Linked DNA regions of Danio rerio: region 1 is linked to region 2. A link is a contact called in public Micro-C data. All regions are on one chromosome and are shown on one strand. Each heading gives the region's core, a stretch centred on a gene start, on an enhancer-like site or on the middle of the called end of the contact. The rest is flanking DNA. Distances are from core to core; before and after follow the strand shown. Region 1 holds the start of selenot2 (selenoprotein T, 2). Region 2 holds the start of wfs1b (Wolfram syndrome 1b (wolframin)).

Region 1 (4,875 bases), core at 2,044-4,543, 260 kb before region 2:
GGTCTTTACCAGAAGACCTCAGAGACAGGCTATGAGTGACCACGTAAAAAGATCTTGAATATATAGGGGTGCTTGACCATGTAGAGCTCTTTATGTAATGACCAGGATCTTAAAATTTACTTTAAAACTAATCGGAGGTCAGTGACTTAAGCACTTTACTCTTGGTGGCTGTTTGTGCCCCATTGACTTCCATTATAACCACAATTTTTTTTTTATTGCAATGACCATGACATCATACAATCATGCAATTTTTATTGTTGATGGTTTTCCCTGTTGGGAAGAAGTAAAGTTAGTATTTTTTTACTGTTGATCGTCAGTTGGCACAATAAACCCTTTAACTAGGCCTGTGCATTAAAAAAAATCTTGATTTTACATGAGTATAACAGCAAATTATGTGTGTCTGTGAGTGTGTGAAAGTGTGAGAGTGACCTTTGCGCACTTACCTTCATGTGTATGAGAAAAACTAAATATGCATCTCAGCTCTCAGAACTACATGAAGTAAACAAAAACAAAGACTGTATTTATGCACCATCAAATGTGCTTAAAATGAATGTTAATAGGGCAAAAACAGCCACCAACAGTAAATTACACAGAAAAAATTAAAATCTAACAATGTTTCAAAGCCACTGTTGTTACTAATCCTTCTCATGTCCAAGACTGTAATAAAAGGTTAAAAAACAGTCCACAATTACTTTTTATATTGGAAATACCTCATTTTGTGTGATTTCTCTCACCAAATCAGTGACATCATTTGTGAACTTGTCAATTAAAGAGTTTAAAAGTATTTAAAAAAAAAACATTTAGAAGTTTTGATCAGGACTAAGGTTGATTAACAGATTTATGCAAAAATATTTTAAAATTAATGATCTGATGAATTTTTACAGCGGTTCAATTAAGAAGATGTTTTCACCTCTAACATAACAAAAATTGATTGAGAAAAGTAATAGAGGACAAAAAGACTGCATGCAATTATAATCTTCCTGCTGTTATAAATACAAAAATAGGTACATTTGCAATGCAGAGAGGAGTTAAACATGGATTTTGAGTATGTGGAAGGACTCATTTTTCATTGTACTAAATATAAACGAGTGGGAAAGGGCGTAATAAATCTTACCTAGAGTGCTTAGTAATCAGTTATGTTTAAATAAATAGAGGCTATAGATTGTATTGGACTGGGGCTCACATTTACAGAATAGGCACAGAATAATAAAAGAATATATATATATATACATGTTTAAATGTTAATTAGGTATAACAAGAAAAATGTAAAACATTAATCTATTATTTCAATTTAAAACTGGTAAAATTAGGCAAAGAAAATGCAAAATACATCACATGATAGGTGACCAAAATGATTGAAATTAATAGCCATGTCAGTGTATTTGGAGTTTAAAAATGTATATATTTATGGCTATAGCAAGTTTAAGCATTAAGTTGTTTTATTTATTTTATTTTATTTTATTTTTTTTTTTGTGTGTGTGTATTTTACATATTTATTTACTTATTACTTACTTATTTAACCAGGTCCTATTGGGATACAATATCTCTTCTACCAGGGAGTCCTGATCAAGCTACTGTAGGCACCATGACACAGTTGAAGAAATACAGGATATCACATATAACTCGCAAACACACAAAACAAGGTTCTTAAAATAGTATAACTATAATCAATTATTAATCTATTGTTAGCATGATTTAAAATTTTGCCAGCATGTTTTTTTTTTTTTTTTCTCATGGCAGCATGGTGGCGCAGTAGGTAGCACAATCGTGTCACAGCCAGAAGGTTGCTGGTTTGAGCCCTGGCTGGGTCAGTTGGCATTTCTGTGTGGAGGTTGCATGTTCTCCCCATGTCCGCATGGGTTTCCTCCAGGTGCTCTGGTTTCCCAAGGACATGTGGTATAGGTGAATTGGGTAAGCTAAATTGGCGGAAGTGTGTGTGTAAATGAGCGTGTATGGATGTTTCCCAGTGATTGGTTGCAGCTGGAAGGGCATCCACTGCATAAAAACATATGCTGAGTAAGTTGGTGGTTCATTCCGCTGTGGTGACCTCGGATTAATAAAGAGACTATAAAAAATAAAATGATGAATGAATGTTTTTTGCACAAATTAGCAGGTTGCTAACATTTTAGTACGTTATTGACATTTCAGCAAGTTGCTAACATATTTAGGACATTGTTAGTTTATCAAAGTTATGGCTAAAGTCTTCCAGCTTTAAAGTCTTCCTAGCAGGATTAAGCATGTTGTTACAATGTTTTTCTTTGTTGTGATGCTACCAAGGCTAATGCTAGCATGATTCTGAGTTTTGCTATCATGTTTTAACATGATTTAGAATTGGTTGCTAGCATTTAGTTAACATGTTTTAGGATTTTGTTTGTATTTCAAAGTTTAAGAAATTGAAAATGAAATTATTAGGCAAAGTCTTCAGGTTTCAAATGTTTTGTCCAGATTTCCACAATCAACACTGAGGTCACTGATGTGTTGTGGATAGAAAAGTGTAATAGAAAAGCCGAAGAGGAACCAAATGCAAACAAAACACAAGAACACAAAGTCAAAACACAAGTCCAGACATGGGTATTGCCATAAGCTAGCAAGACAAGACAAAAAACTAAGGTAATGCACAGACACAGACACAGACACACACACACACACACACACAAACAAAAAAAAAAAAACAGGCAAAATGGTTTCTGAAATATTTGCCTGAAAGGCAACACCAAGTCAACTATTAAAGAGGATTTACCCCTCAGCTTATTTAATTGGTCAATTTGCACTCAAAAGTATTTTTATTTTTGGACTTTCAAATTAAATTTCAAATAAAAATGAAGGTCTACTCATCATTTACTCAATTGGCTCTAAATTTTCATGGTTTAAATGTCATAACCATCAAAATATCTTCTTTTGTGTACAACAGAAGAAAAAAAACTCCAACAGGTTTCTGACAATTAAGTGAAGGTTGAGTAAATGGTGAGATAATTTTCAGTTTTGGTAACTTAGCCTTTTACATCATACTGTAATTTGCAATCAATGACAATGTAGCTTTAACATTATGCGTATGTTAGAATATTATATCATCGATTTATAAGCACTTTTTAAATAATATAATTAATTAAACTAAATTACATTAAGTTATTTATCATCACTTGTTCGTTTATGTCATGTGCTTTATTGAACACAGTGTGGCGTGCTGGAGCTGCATCAACGGGTTGATGAAACACTTCACCAATAGATGTCGCCCTGAACATGTTCTCCTGCATGACTCAGCGTGGAAGACTTTTATTTTGAAATGCAACCAGTCACTTTATCCTGATTTTGATTTTTTTTTGTGAAGTACCAGTTCAGCGGCGGCGGCAGCAGCGACAGCAGCAGCTACAGCGGGTCTGTGGGTTCGGTTTGTGGCTGAGGACGGGCCCGGAGATGGCGGAGTACAGTCAGACGGGTATATTAACGGCCCTGCTGCTGTTCACAGTGGTGACTGTGAAGGATATTTATGTGGGCCGCAACAGCGTGACTCAACAGGAGAACACTGGACCCGACATAAACACACAGCGACAGAATAAACACACGTTCTACACGGGACCTGTCCTCAAGTTCCAGTACTGGTGAGAGACTGTACATACATTAATGCCATTTTTATGTTTTAACACTTTAAATATGTATATTAGCTGCTATGCTAACGGCTAATGTAGCGTATGCGAATAATAATAATAATAATAATATTACATATTCTGATGTATTAAATGGATAAATATATAACATGAATAATTATAATGTGTAAAAATCTATTTGTTTGTATTACACATAGGATGAACTGACAAAATGTGGTCTGTGTTTCTTGATTTGACTGTCAAAAAGCAAATCAACCACCCCTGTAACGTTAATATAAGTTATTAATAATAAGGAATATTTCTACAACGTAACGTATTAATGTTTGTATACAAAATTAGCATATTTGCTGCAAAAAGTGAGCATCTTGTAATTTAAAAATGTGTTGAAATAAGAAGATTATATTGTAAATCTGCTTAAAGCCAATATGAGATTACGCTGCACTTTTCAGAGCACAATCTATGCAGAAATCCATATAACGTTAATTTGATTTTAGTTGAACATTTGACACTTATTTCTGCCAAATGTACTTTCAAAATAAAAGGTACTTGACATCTTCACCAAAAATAAGAAACCTTCATCCTCCATGTCTGAACATTTTGTCTTCAAAAAGCAAGAGTTGAGGTGTGTAATATCCTCAAGAAGTACTGTGTGTTGTTTTTGCTGTTTTCAGTAGTTTGTACTTTTTCTGATAGAAGTAAAATTGGTTTTATATTCGCACATTCAGATATTCTCCTTAATAATGTAATTTCATAAAAGTATTATTTGCAGACTCTAAATAGCGAAATCGTTCAAGCAGCCAATGACTATCAAAGTACAGCATTGTTCACAGTCAAATAAACTGTGTTAATGTTGTTTTCAAGTCACACTTGCAGGTTATTTCAGATGGAAGATTCAAAATGCTGTGCTAAACAATTTAGGAAGCGTTTCACAAGTTGTCACTGTACGAATGTGTGAATATAAAACCAACTTTACCTCAATCTTTGGCTCTATGGTTTTGAAACTTTTCTTTAATATACATGGTTCTCATACTTCTTAAAAGTACTTGAACGCACTTGAATTTTAGACATGAATAGCCTTGAAAGTGCTTGAATTAAATTTAAAATAAAATTTGTTTATGGTTTTATTTAAACAATTGTGCTCAGTTGTCAAAAACAACAAAAAACTGAGACATTCTTAAATAAAAATTTGTGAATTTAATTGTTGTACAATAGCACTGACAAATAATGCACATTTCATTAATATTTTAGAAATTACTTTTGAATATTAACA
Region 2 (4,901 bases), core at 829-3,328:
AAAATAAATCTAAAAAAAATAATTAGAATTTACATGTCTTCAACAGGATTCGAACCCGTGTAGTGTAAAGGTTTGGCACACGTATCAATCAACTTATCTCACTGAGCTACTCGGAACTTCAAACGAAGCGGTCTGTTTGAATATTTTTGTCAATTAAAACATGCCCTGCTGTGGTTGTGGACCCGTGTTAACATGTTTCCATCGATGTTAACATGTTTACATGTTGTTTAGTTACATGTACTCGCATTAACGTGTTTCTACAAACTCTCCCGCTGATAGAATAGCTCTCTGTGACTAAACGATGCTTCATCAGTTGCTCAAACCATGTTTTTTCTTAGTTCTAGACTCCTGTCTACCTGTGCCTTTGGAGTCGTGTTAACTCGTGACCCATGCTCATACATGTAACGTAAATAAAGATTTTATCAAAAAAAAAAAAGGAATACAATGACGATATTATTATGCAACATAATGTCTAATATATATAATATATATTTCATATATAATATTATGCAACAGAATATTAGAATGCGATCAGAATATAATAGTCCCATTGACTCGTGTTATCCTGTGTCTACAAAAGTACACGAGCTGATATTTTCTCAGAATAGCTCTAAATGACTACGATGTTCCGCTAAATAAGCATACGTTATAAATCGCATTCTCCTCCCCCCCCCCCCCCCCCCCCCCATTTTATCTGAAAGAGAATTTAAAAAAATCAGGCTACATAAACAAAACTCGTATGTGGATTCGAACCTTCTAACAAAAGAGACACTAGAAAGCAACACATGAGTAATCTAATTGAGCTATCAAGCACTGATGTAGGCTTAGCAGCTTTTAATAATTTTATCGCATGTAAGTTAGCCAAACCATGTTCATATGTGCCTTGATACAGATGTGACCAAGATAATACACTGAAATGTTGCGATTTTCAATTAATATTCTGTTGCATAATATTATATATGAAATATATATTACATATATTAGACATAATATGTTGCATAATAATATCGTCATTGTATTCCTTTTTTTTATAAAATCTTTATTTACGTTACATGTATGAGCATGGGTCACGAGATAACACGACTCCAAAGGCACAGGTAGACATGAGTCTAGAACTAAGAAAAAACATGGTTTGAAAAACTGATGAAGCATCGTTTAGTCACAGAGAGCTATTCTATCAGCGGGAGAGTTTGTAGAAACACGTTAATGCGAGTACATGTAACTAAACAACATGTAAACATGTTAACATCGATGGAAACATGTTAACACGGGTCCACAACCACAGCAAGGCATGTTTTAATTGACAAAAATATTAAAACAGACCGCTTCGTTTGAAGTTCCGAGTAGCTCAGTGAGATAAGTTGATTGATACGTGTGCTAAACCTTTACACTACACGGGTTCGAATCCTGTTGAAGACGTGTAAATTCTAATTTTTTTTTTTAGATTTATTTTGGTTATATACTGTTCTGCTACACAGATATTAAAATCAATAATGCACACAATGACACTGACACCAAGTAATAAGAATCTTTATTTGGTATGGACATGTTTTGTTGCTGTGAAAAAGTGACGAATCTGCCAATCTGCAAACGTGAATAGCTTACATCTGGAAAGGGACACCAGTTAACACGGTCACCAGTTAAACCGTAACACCGGCTGAACAGAAAGTAAACTTCCACTATAGTAAACAAACACACATTTGAGCAAAACTGCGTCAAACGGATCAACAAAGCAACAGGGAGCTAACAAACTCCCAAACACCCCAGCAAAAAAGCACACGTAGCCTGTTTGTAAACGCCTTATTTTTCTCTTTCTTTTTTGTTTTGTTTTACAGAAATACATAATTAAAACTATACAGCGAGTCTTCATTCCCTGACTGCAGTGTAATTTCTGCAGCTTTATTTCTCTTAACTTACCTGAGCTCCTCGATCAGTCCATCATTTGGCAGTGCTGTCCGCACAGCTTTTGGTATTTTAGTCAGACACGATCTAAGTAAAGTAAGTGATGAGAAAAGGCCTGTCCAGATGCAGCTGACTAAATAAACCCTCCTTCCCTGACTGACTGACTGGACCAGAATGTTGACATGTCCTATTCAAGTTCCTGTTGCTGCCTCTGTCGCTTTTCAAAATAAAAGACCTAAAAATAAAATAAAATATATAAAAAATGTATAATATAAATATTTTTTTTAAAAAGTACATACCGATTTCAATATGGGCATTTCATATATGTTGGACATGTATCTTCATCTAAGTGCAATAAAAACTTTAGGTATATCATGTTATGAAATAATGTGCCTTTGTTTTGGCATCTGTATATATAATTGTTGTATGTAAAATTAAATAAAAAAATCATGCATGCTGTTTTTGGTAACTTTAAGCAGCTTTTGAAACGTGACACAAAAAACAAAGAATGAACTGTTGAACACCAGGACACACCATACAGTAGGTCTATGTGATGCTAGTTGCTAATTAAATAATATGTTTATAGGTTTAAACAAAGATGAAGAGGTACTGAAGAATTTTTGCCAGTTAGTTAACTTAAGTTTACATTTACAGTAACTCTAAAACATTAAAAAAAAAAAATCGGCTAATAAACAAGGAAAATGCCACAGAATTCCACAGAAATGCATATATAACTGAATAAAAAATATGATTATATAATTATTTTGAGGGTAACGCATTGGCACAGTGGGTAGCACGTTCGCCTCACAGCAAGAAGGTCGCTGGTTCGAGCCTCGGCTGGGTTAGTTGGCATTTCTGCATGGAGTTTGCATGTTCTCCTGCTTGCGTGGGTTTCCTCCGGGTGCTCCGGTTTACCCACATTCCAAAGACATGCAGTACAGGTGAATTAGGAAGGCTAACATGTCCATAGTGTATGTGTGCGAATGAGTGTGTATGGATGTTTCACAGTAAAGGGGTTGCGGCTGGAAGGGCATCCGCTGCATAAAACATGTCCTGGATAAGTTGGCGGTTCATTCCACTGTGGCGACCACATTTTTATTATTTTTTTGACATTTATTTCCTTATGTGTATATATTTTTTTATAATTATTTATTTATTTAAAGTGTAAGCCACTGACTCAATCACTTACCTTCAGCTTAGTCCTTATTAATCAGGGACTGCCACAGCAGAATTTACCCCCAATTTCTCCATTTCTCTGGTGTATGTTTTATGCAGCAGATGCCCTTCATTGAAAAGAAGAAAAGATTTGTAAACAATATAAGCAGGATTTTAGGAATGTCTGTTTGTTAGCTCCACAATTATCGATCATGGACAATTGAAATTGAAAATGGGATGGCATGCATGTATAATTACAGGTCAGAAAAGTAATTTGTTAAATTGACTCATGTCATATAGCTATAGCTACAGTTTTGTCACACATTTAAAAAAATTGTTATTTCAGATTAGATTTTAAACAGGAAATAGAGGGATTGAAAATGAATGAATAAACAGGGAGTGAATGTGTATTTTTTAATGTGAAGGATGTGATTATTATTTTCAAACAAGAGTAAAATTGTGAATATAAGTGGTAGATTGATTAAGGAATGTGCTGGGCATGCATTTAGGACCAATAGGCTATTTAATGAGATTTTTGTTTTATTCTTTCAACAACAAAAGATAACTGCACTGTTGAAGCAGTACAGTTATTTCTGTACCAAAAAAAAAGGCACATAAACTAGAGGAGTATAGTTAATAGTTTATTTAGTAAGAAACTTATTAATGAATTCAAGTTGGATCGTTTGCTTGTAGGATTTTCTTGTTCAGAGAACACAGGCGTCACGGTCCCTAGCTATCCAGTCTGTGAAGCAGACCAGAGAGGAGCAGAAGCAGGAGACAAAGTAATGATGATAAAGAGATCAGTTTATTGAATGATCTTAGTTGCGTATGATTCAACACTCAGACTTCGTCTGACCAGGATAAATCCAACAAGTGTTTTTATACTACAAGTAACAGCAATGGAAAATTACTGCTTCACAACATTGTCCAGAGACAATACAGACCTTGAAATTGTGACATTCTCTTTTCTCTTACTACTGAAAATAAGTTTTGCTTGAATCCACAGTCATAATATTATAACAATATGGAAAAATGGAAATAATAATGAAGCAATTATTATATTAAAATAGTAATAATAAAATATAAAAACATAATAAAATTAAAATAATTATCAACAATGATAATCAAATCACTAACTAATGATCAATAAAATAATATGATAATTGTATAAATGACTGATGATCATATGATTAAATAAAATATTTAAATTAAGAATAAATGAATAAAAACAAATGAAAATAAAACACAACACAAATAAATAGTTGCTTTCTTGAAACAACACACACACACAAGTTTGCAACAATGATTCTCAGATCCTTAGTTAGATTTTTCAATGTGCTGGGTTTTTCACAATAATTCTTATAATTGACACTTATCACTGTATTTGAAGTAATAGGTGTCATTATGTCTAGAGTGACATAATTTAGAGTTTAACTTTTTTTTATTAATTTTTGAAAGTTATGTGTAATAATAAAAAAAATAGTTTTCTGTGCTGCAGTCAATCTTTGTATACAAATGAATGGCATGGGAAACTGACTTAGAACTTTAATGATAAAGTTAATAATAATATTTAATGATTAAACCAAATATTAAAAGATGAAAAAAAACCTTTTTAGTTTACACTTAAGTTTGTGCGCTTAAAAACACTTAATACAGTAAGTAGCCTTAATCTGAGTTTTGTTAACTTATTGGGTTTATGTCAGTAAAGTTCTTATGTTAGTTATTTTGTATTACCCATGTCGATGTTTTTATAAAGTAGTGATGGGTCGTGAATGATTCGTTCATTTTGAACGAATCTTCAATATGACTCGGGAACTACGAGTCCTCTCAGAGAGTGATTCCTT

Evidence for each region. A called contact is a pair of places that touch in the nucleus more often than the background predicts.
Region 1: a Micro-C map of caudal fin shows a contact between it and region 2, with 5 times the contacts expected there. The contact joins the promoter of selenot2 here to the promoter of wfs1b in region 2. A contact is called at or near these places in 3 of 18 Hi-C or Micro-C datasets (caudal fin, embryo and hematopoietic stem cells) and 1 of 4 datasets of contacts at active chromatin or transcription factors (embryo).

The regions. Positions count from the first base shown.
Region 1 is chr14:19,956,679-19,961,553 of GRCz12tu, reverse strand. selenot2 (selenoprotein T, 2) reads left to right here and starts at 3,293. Exons shown (of 6, transcript NM_001098487.2): 1 at 3,293-3,599. The coding sequence starts at 3,415. It also overlaps a transcript of rab33a not described here.
Region 2 is chr14:19,698,825-19,703,725 of GRCz12tu, reverse strand. It overlaps wfs1b (Wolfram syndrome 1b (wolframin)), which reads right to left and starts at 2,078. Exons shown (of 8, transcript XM_679418.9): 1 at 1,918-2,078.